Regions from separate parts of the Zea mays genome. Here all the other regions are linked to region 2. A link is a contact called in public Hi-C data. All regions are on one chromosome and are shown on one strand. The core of a region is the stretch at or near the end of the contact, and the rest is flanking DNA. Distances in the headings are between cores, read along the strand shown. Region 1 holds the start of LOC103646322 (protein THYLAKOID ASSEMBLY 8, chloroplastic). Region 2 holds the start of LOC100194159. Region 3 holds the start of LOC100277330.

Region 1 (3,033 bases), core at 373-2,872, 150 kb before region 2:
GGTACACATCTGTTAGTAGTAGTTTACAAATTACAAAGGCTGACAGGTTTTAGCTAAACCATTGTTCTCAAATACGAGCATTAAGATATGCTTCAGTTTTAAGAATTTGGGCAGTGGGCACAACTTAAGCAGATGACAAAGTTCAGCACGGCACAGCTTTCATGAAAGGAATTAGGGCACCCGAGGAATTAACGATTTTACTAATTATAAGTTGCTAATCTACATATTCAGAGGCAATTGATCGACAGAATATGTCGAAGAATTTGCCTTGCAACCGACAGAATAGCCACCAAGGCCATTCCCATTAGCTTCGTGCGGGCTGCCGGTGAAGCGGCAAGTACTACACAAATAGCAGCGCGTACCTGGAGGGCCAGGAGGGCCTCGCCCTGCGCGGCGAGCTCGCGGAAGACGGCGACCATGTCTGCCTTGAGGAGGCGTCGCAGCTTGGGCTCCACCACGGCAGCGGCGGACGCGGCGGGGGCGCCGCGGAGCGCGGCGCGCTTGAGGGACTGGACAGCCTGGATGGCCTCGGTGCTGAGGTACCGCCCTCGCTGCGTCGGCTTCCGGTTCTTGCTGCGGTCCCGCATCGTGATGGTCGCGGCGGCCGCGCTCTTCCGGCGAGCGCCACAACGGGTAGGGGGTAAGCGGAATGGTGAGCAGGCGGGTAGAGAGAGCATCCCCGCCTGCCTCTGCTCGAATTGGATAGTGGCGTGGGACTGCAGCAGTTCTGGATAGGCTGACAGCATGACAGATTCAGAGTTCGTTTGTACTGCCGACTTGCGGTTCACATTCTAGCTTCATAAGAAAAAAAAAGGCAAGATACACGCCAGCCTTAGAACTTTACACCATCTTTCTCAGTATGCAACTTGTATAATTTGCAAGATCTCAAGCCATAGCACGAAAGGCAAACTTTACACCATACTGGATGCACTTAGTAACAAATTAGCATCATTTGACAGAAGCACAAAGTGCTGTTACCAACTATGCACAGATGGCCTCATTCCAGAACTATTTTTTCCCCCGATAACGTGCCCGTTGACCCTTGTTTCGTAAAGAGGAGTCACTCTAGACTATCTTATCTTCACCCCCCACGCCTCAAATACAAGCCAAGCAAACAAACTTTAATGTGAAGTTCAGTTCGCCTAAGCAAACTTTAACAAATTTGCAATGGATTCAGATATGAATTGATTTGACTAATCGCAATGAATTTGCAAGCTAGTCAAGCAAGCAGGTCGCCGATTGCCGTTGTGAACTGAAGAAGAAACCTGGCGTGGTGGAGTCGTGTGGTGTGTGCTGCAGGATGCTTCCTCTTATTGCATTAAACTAAACAACTATAAAACGAATAGTATATGTATGAACCTGAGCTTCAGGCATTGCCTGCGAGTACTAGAGGGCGATACCTGCTGAAGGCTGGACGCTGGTGGTGGCGAGCTGGAGTCTAGAGAAGCCGGTGTCGTGCTGCCTGCTGCTGCATGCCCGTGCTGCACTGCTGCGTGCCCGAGCTGGAGAAGGGTGCTGCTTCCTGCGTTCCCCGGTGACCGGCGCCCGTGCTGTACGGCGGCGGCGGTCAGTCTCGGGTGACGGACTGACGGGTGAGTGGAGACTGGAACCGGAGAATTGGGCGTCAGGCGTTGGCGTAGTGGGCTTAGACCATGTACAACAATTCTCTTAAGAGTATCTCTAATAATTATATAAATTTAGCATCCTAAATTATAGATTTTAAAAGTTGCTAAAACATTTTAAAAAGTAGAAAAATGTATGTGCTCCAACAGTTCCTTTTTTATTGATTGCTAATTTTAAAAGTGGTCTATGTCAACATAAAATAAGCGAGCATATTTTCTATTTTTAACTAAGCCGACGCTAGAAATTAATATCAACAACCTTCCGATGTCTTGAGAGATCGAAGTTATCGATGGAAGACCAGACGGTCACGGTGATGGCGTGAAGACATCACAGGATGTGTGAAAGGGAAATGTGCTCTTTGCCCATTTCTATAATGTTTTGGTGATTAAGTGTCCAACACATAGTGAGTGAGTTGTTATGTGCTAAACAAGCAAGAAGTGCAAATCATATAACAAGATATGTTTCTAGACTTAGTAAATTGGTTTTGAATACTAATGTATTTGTCTAAGTGTTAGAAACAGAGCTAAGAAGAAAAGAAACAAATTGGAAAAGATTTGGCTGAGTGCAGTCAAGCTTCAGCTCAGTCTGGCACATCGGACTGTCCGGTGGTGCACCGGACAGTGTCCGGTGCGCCAGGCCGGTCCGCGTGAACTCGTCGCTCTCGAGAATCAACGACGGCGTATGGTTATAATTCATCGGACTGTCCGGTGGTGCACCGGACTGTCCAGTGAGCCAACGGTCGGCCGCACATTCTTCGCGCGACACGTGGACTGCTCCAACGGTCGGTTGGTGCACCGGTCTGTCTGGTGTGCACCGGACAATGTCTGGTGTGCACCGGACAGTGTCCAGTGCGCCAATCAGCCCAGAGGAGCAACAGTCGGATGCGCCTGATTTGGAAGGCGATCACGCACCGGACAGCTACAGGGACTGTCCGATGGCACACCGGACTGTCCAGTGCGCCACTCGACAGAAGGCAAGGATGGCCTTCCAAGTTTGCCTCCAACAGCTCCTAGCTGCCTTAGGGCTATAAAAGGGACCCCTAGACGCATGGAGGAGTCACCCAAGCATTCACTAAGTATTCTAAGGCATTCAGACTCTGCTCCCGCGCATTCGCTTTGTTGTGTTAGAGAATTGAGCTCCATTCGAGTCGCGAACTCCCTGTGTTGTCATTTGAGCTTGAGTCTTCACTTGTGTGCGTAGGTGTGCGACGTATTTGAGTCTTGCGTGTGTTGTTTCTCCCAACCTTACTCTGTGCCTTCATTGTGATCCTTGTTGTAAGGGCGAGAGACTCCAAGTTGTGGAGATTCCTCGGAAACAGGAAAATACTCTAAGGAAAATATCGTGGTATTCAAGTTGATCATCAGATCACTTGAAAGGGGTTGAGTGCAACCCTCGTCCATTGGGATGCCA
Region 2 (3,171 bases), core at 103-2,602:
AAAGAACACGTCAAACAACCCACCTGTCTTTTTGACATCAATCAACTAAGCATTGGAAGGGAGTGGTAAGTGCTGTGCCAGTCTGAATGTAAAGGTGGTTGCTTTAGCAAACAATGCGGGGGGGCATCTACTGCATCAGTACCAGTGTTAACTGGTAACAAACAGGGTGGTTCATTTGACAATCTAAAAAAAGCTGTATGCTCCCTCGAGGTCGAGGGCCTCCATGGTAGAATCAGTACTGACGAGCTCATCTCGCTTGCTTTTATTAGTGACTACTGGCGAGTCTGCTCGGTACGCTTGGTGTGAATGGGCTAGCTAGTGCTGCTTGAGAACAGTTCTGAAATCAGTTCAATCTTTCTCTTTTTTTTTCACGCAAAGTGGAAGGGAAAAGGTATTGATGAGCAAAGGCAAAATGGAAAAGCATCCAAGAATACGGAACGCAGCAAGGTAGTAGTACGTTTCAAGTGCCTGATGACAGACATCTTTTACGTCCAGGGAGCGGGTGGCATTTGTTTTTTTTTTTTTTGATCTATCTCACAGTGATGGAACGAACCCACATGGGTGTGGAGCAGACAAAGGGCATGTTTGGTTCCCTGCCTAACTTGTCACACTTTGCCTAACTTTTCTGCCTAAGGTTAGTTCTTCAATTTGAACGACTAACCTTAGACAAAGTGTGGCGTAGTTAGGCACAAACCAAACATGCCCAAAGTAATGCATGATTTGGCAATCATGGGTGGCTGTGGCTCTCTCTCTATCTCTGTTTACTGCAGTGCAGAGCCATCCATCGTGGAGAGAAAACTCTGGTTCATAGAGAAAAAGGGGTCGCAATTCCTGAGCTCTGTTGGGAGGGAAGGGATTCAGTTCAGTACAGCAATAGGCTGAAACATGCAAGGGATTCAATGCATGAGCCATGTTGTTGTTGTTGTTTTTTTTTTTTTTTTTTTTTGCTGCTGCATTGGTCCTGCTTTGACTAGCATACGTCAGATGATCAGAAAGACTGGACCGGGGACAGAAACGAGAAAGCTGTGAAGAAAAACAATAGTAATAACCAGGAGCTGGTCAACGTGGGCCAAAAAAATGTACTACCGTGTGGATCCACCAGTTTTTGTGATCAGACGAGGGGCCCAAGACAAAAGTTTACGGGAGAGAGAGAGAGGGAGAGGGAGATCGCGGACCGGAACGAACAAGATTGGCATTGGCAGTACTATTCGTTATCCTGCTGAAGCACATGGTTGGTTGCCTTGGGTCCAAGAAGCCAGAGAGACGGAGAGCCATTAAACAAATTCACGCTGTCACATGCGTGTAACGTGCACGCGCATGCATCCCAGCAAGCAATCTGTGTGGTGTGAGTGTCTGTCACCTACCCTACCCTGCTCGACAAGGCAATCTGAAAATGCTCTCCGCAATCTCCACCTCCGCAATCTCCACCTCCCTACTAGTAGTACTCTTCGGTGCAGTCCGCATCCCCACATCTGACCGACTCTCAAAGTTCACAGCTCCAATCCTGGTGCAAGCGCACAGTAGCGGAGCAAGATGCGGGGAGGAGACCGGCCATCGGCGTCGCTCCAGCTCCTCTCGCTGGGCCTCGTGCTCCTCTACTTCTTCACCTCAGGTGAGCTCGGCTCGACTCCATCTATCATTATGAGATAGATAGATAGATCATTGCGCTCAAGCAGAACCACCACGCCGTTCGTCTGAAAAGAATGGGCCACCATCTCTCTCTCTCTCTCTCGGGTGTTTTGCAGGCAGCACCGTTGGTCTCGTGGAGGGACAGGTACGGCCTTTGGCTCTTGACGCTCTATCTATCTATGTATGTATGCCCGCCAACTCGCAAATGAATGAATACTTAAGTACTGATCTGGTTGGACTTGGTTGCCAACGACGAGCTGCAGAAGACGTGGTGCATCGCGAAGCCGTCGGCGTCGAACGAGATCCTGGCGCAGAACCTGGACTACGCGTGCTCCCAGGTGAGCTGCGCCGTGATCCAGAAGGGCGGGCCGTGCTACTACCCGGACAGCCCCGTGTCCCGCGCCGCCGTCGCCATGAACCTCTACTACGCCTACAGCGGCAGGCACCCCTGGAACTGCTACTTCAACAACTCCGCGCTCGTCGTGCAGTCCGACCCAAGTAAGTACCCCCATTCATTCTCTCTAATAAGCTCTCAGATCCTTCGTCCGTCCATCTGTCTTCTCATCGAATGCCGCTTCCCTCTCGTTTCGCACAGGCTATGGCTCCTGCACATACTACTGAGGAGGAGTGTGAGGAGGAGTGGAGAGACGAGGAGAGGAGAGAGATCCATTCGTGCCTGGCGGTGGCGGCTCCACTGCATCTGTATGCAGAGTCTTGGTTTTCTAGTCTCGACTGCCAATTTACCAAATGCACATTGTTGTGTTGTGTTGTGTTGTGTAGCCGTGCTGCAGCTGACATTTCGCAGCGAACTCGTGGATACTCCGTTTCGCATTCATGTGCTTTGAAGTACATTGCAGCGGCGCTGCACAAATTTCCCCCCTTGTTTTTCTCGCCACTTGCGTTCAAACGTTGGAATCGATGGATCTGATCTGCCTGCGTGTGATTTGTTCATTCCAGCGGCCGTAGAAACAAAACAACACAAACGATCTACGATCCACTCTCATTCTCGTCTCGTACTCGTTCACCGTGACCTACCTAAACGCGTCGCCGCCAGAAAAACTAAAAGCAACCCCCAACCCACGCGGCGCGGCGCCGCCCGACACCACCGCTCCGGTCCCCGGCGACGGCACGATGCGGCGGCAGCCTTTCTCGCGGCACGCCGGCTTCTTCTCCTGCCTCCAGCGGGTGGGCCCCGAACCGTTTTCCCCTCCTCCTCTTCTCTTCTCTCATCGCAGACAAAGCCGCCGCCCTCCCTCGGCCCTGACGCCGGTAGCTCTCTTCGTCTGCGCTCCTCCAGGTGGAAGACCGGCTGGCGTCGGAGTCGGAGCAGCAACATCAGGAGCAGAAGGAGAGCCCGCCGCCGCCAGCTACAGCAAAGGCAACGGCAACGACGCGCCAAACCGAGGCGTCGCCATTCTCGGACACCATGACCGCCTCCCCACTCCTCTTCCTCGACCCAGCAGCACCCGCACCAGCGCCCGGCAGCAGCAGCGGCCCGGCGCTGGACTTCCTCACCGCCGCCACCCAGGAGGGCAAGCACAT
Region 3 (3,026 bases), core at 447-2,946, 180 kb before region 2:
GTTTTGATATGGTTGGTTGGTCTAGGCCAAACACAAAGTTCAGTTTGCACTAGTTGTGCAAAGTAGTCTGATCCTCCTGGGACTTGTTTCTTCAAGGGCAAATGCTGGTGGTGAATGAACCGCTATACCGGCTCGGGCGGATTGATTTGCTGGTGGTCCATGAGGAGGCTTCGATTGACATGAAGGGGGTAGGAGCAGAGCAGTAGAGTGGTCTCGGTGTCAGTGGCGCTCATGTGTAAATAAATAAATAAAATAAATAGGCCCACCCAGGGTGTTTGATGGAGCTGCCGAGATCCCTGTGTTCCCTGGATCCTCAATTAAGATCAGCAATGCAGCATGCTCTCATAAATACTAAAGCAGCCGTCTGAAAACGGATAGCAGAAACTAATGTAATGTTGCAGCAGCAGCAGCAGCATACTACTGTATGTTGCAGGCACTCTTCATTCTCCAGCTATGCAAGGGGTGTTTGGTTACCCCAAACTAAAATGTAGCCCCTGTCATATCGAATGTTTGAACTTCCGTTCCGGGTATTAAATGTAGTCGGATTATAAAACTAATTTGTCAGCCGAAGATTAAAAGACGAGACGAATCTAGTCCAGTTGGTTGGGTCTATATTTCATACTCCTGTTTAAAAGTCAAACGCTTGATGTGACCCGGACTAAACTTTAGCAGAGGCAACCAAACACCCTAGTAATGTATTCAGTCTGGTGCACGCCATATGCTGCAGCCAATTACCCAGGCCCAGCAGATCATTATTCCTGACCATACCAGAGCAACAAATTTGCAGATTGCAGGCACATTTCACCACAAATTTGCTATGCTCATCAGTCATCACGGTTTCTGCAACAATGTCAGACAATGGCTTCTTTTTTCTTTTTCCTTTACATCAAGAGCAAAAGAAGCATCAGACAATGGCTTCTGGAGGTGAAACCCAACTTTTAATAGAAGGGAAAGCTCAAGAAGCTGTCTTAGTCAGCACCGATTACACTGGGGTTACTGCTTCTTTTTTTTACATCAAGAGCAAAACAAGCATCAGACACCACGCCTCAGATACGGCTGGTCCTGCCCCAGAAGTACTCCTTCACGAAGGCCACGACGATCACGACGTTGGGCACGGTGGTGAGCACCACTCCCACCACGGCCACCGGCGGCCGCACCGTCAGCGGGCCCCTCCGCTCCCGCCGCCGGCGCGCGTAGGCCCTGAGCTCGGAGTCGGCCCACCGCTCGGGCGCCGGCTCGATGGCCGCGGAGGGCACGACCGGCGGCGGGAGCTGGAAGGGGCACCGGGACCGCCAGGACGAGGGCGGGAGGCAGAGGCTCGCCGCGCGCGGGAGGAACACGGAGGCGAGAGCCCAGCGGAGGAGCGAGGCGCCGGGGCAGAGGAACGGCGGGTACGACGTGGTGGAGCCGAGGCCCCGCGGCGGGCACGGGACGCGGGAGGCGAGGAAGAGCTGCGACTGGAGCGACGGCGCGTGGGACGGGTGGGTCAGGACGTGGGTCAGGGCCTCAGTGCGCTGCGCCCATGTGGGAGTGGGGACGTGAGAGGCGGCCCGGCCTCGGGTACGGGCGTCGGCCTTCGCCATGTGGGAAGGGAAGGGGAGCGGAGGTGAGAGGCGGCGGCGGAGGCCGGAGCTAGGACCTGGAGGCTGGGGCGGTCGTGGAGCGGAGGTGACAGGATAAGGATGTTTGGAACGTCGCCAAATTTCTCCGTGTTCCTGCGTTTTTCTTGTCAAATTAAACTGGTTTTTGGATATTGTTCCGATAAATAAACATGCATGGCCACGAAACCAAAAAAACACGGAGTACTTACCCATCCAGTTTTTCTTGTCAAATTAAACTGGTTTTTCTATATATAAACTCCACTTTACGTAAACAATGCAAAACAATATTTTACACCCGTATATACACTCTTTTTAAAACAGTGTAAAAGCTAGTTTAGAAACCTAAATTCCTTTCAGAATTAAAGGAGATTATAGCATAGATGTCAACCATTGTTCTAAGATAATACTTCTTCCATTTCGTTTTAGTTGTCGCTGGATTGCACTATCCAGCGACAACTAAAACGAAACGGAGGGAGTATTATATATCCGAGAATAGAAAAAAATAGATATTAGGACCGGACCTAACATTAAACTGTTTAATTGCTTGTTCATAGTTTTATTGGTACGACTAATCAAATATAGATCCAATACGGTTAAAATGTAATTGTTATTTTTGGTAGAGCGGTGAAAACAAACGTTTCCCAAAAAAGATATATAAATAATGCCACTATACTTGTCGGGTACCATAATTAGGGGTACCCAACACTCATAAACACGGATGATAACCACCCTCAGCACAAACCGCAAAGACTTATGGGCACGGTTCAGGTCAAGGCCTCGTCTACCAAGGGACGCAATCTCGCCTCGCCCGAGCCCGGCCTTGGGCGGGAACAGTAGCCCCGGACGAATTCACGCCTCGCCCGAGGGCCTCCTCAGGCGGTGGGCGTACCCTCGACTCGCCCGAAGCCCAGCTCGGGCAGGCTTCGTTGTGAAGCAACTTTAGCCAAATCGTCTCACCAACCGACCGTATCGCATGCACATTTAATGCGGGAATCGCCTGACACCTTATCCTGACACGCGCGCCTCAGTCGGCAAGGTCGAAGTGACAGCAGTCACTTCGCCCTTTCACTGACCGACCTGACAGGAAAACAGCGCCGCTCGCCTCGCTCCGACTGCTGTGCCACCCACCGGGGTAAGACTGACAACAGCTGAGTTCAGTCTCAGGCGCAACAGAAAGCTCCGCCTCGCCCGACCTTAGGCCTCGGCCTCGCGAGGAGGTCTCCTCCTCGCCCGACCTTAGGCCTCGGCCTCGCGAGGAGGTCTCCGCCTCGCCCGACCCCAGGACTCGGCCTCAGCCTCGGCCTCGGGAGGAATCGCGTCCTCGCCCGACCACGACCTCGGCCTCAGGAGAAGTCTCCGCCTCGCCCGACCTTGGGCTCGGACCGATCGAGCCACAGGGGATACATCATTACCCTACCCCTAGCT

Evidence for each region. Hi-C and Micro-C count contacts between places; a contact is called where the count stands out from the background.
Region 1: a contact with region 2 is called in a Hi-C map of leaf, with 8 times the contacts expected there. The contact joins the promoter of LOC103646322 here to the promoter of LOC100194159 in region 2. A contact is called at or near these places in 5 of 25 Hi-C or Micro-C datasets (ear, leaf and tassel).
Region 3: a contact with region 2 is called in a Hi-C map of ear, with 5 times the contacts expected there. The contact joins the promoter of LOC100277330 here to the promoter of LOC100194159 in region 2. A contact is called at or near these places in 3 of 25 Hi-C or Micro-C datasets (bundle sheath, ear and tassel).

What each region holds. Positions count from the first base shown.
Region 1 is chr2:39,864,730-39,867,762 of Zm-B73-REFERENCE-NAM-5.0, reverse strand. It overlaps LOC103646322 (protein THYLAKOID ASSEMBLY 8, chloroplastic), which reads right to left and starts at 1,622. Exons shown (of 3, transcript XM_008671054.2): 1 at 1,401-1,622; 2 at 363-736. The coding sequence starts at 677.
Region 2 is chr2:39,711,765-39,714,935 of Zm-B73-REFERENCE-NAM-5.0, reverse strand. It overlaps LOC100194159, which reads left to right and starts at 1,352. Exons shown (of 3, transcript NM_001366995.1): 1 at 1,352-1,612; 2 at 1,746-1,774; 3 at 1,893-2,520. The coding sequence starts at 1,534. The coding sequence ends at 2,474. LOC100274944 reads left to right here and starts at 2,632. Exons shown (of 2, transcript NM_001322245.1): 1 at 2,632-2,814; 2 at 2,927-3,171. The coding sequence starts at 2,761.
Region 3 is chr2:39,896,059-39,899,084 of Zm-B73-REFERENCE-NAM-5.0, reverse strand. LOC100277330 reads right to left here and starts at 1,696. Exons shown (of 1, transcript NM_001150925.3): 1 at 885-1,696. The coding sequence starts at 1,583. The coding sequence ends at 1,047.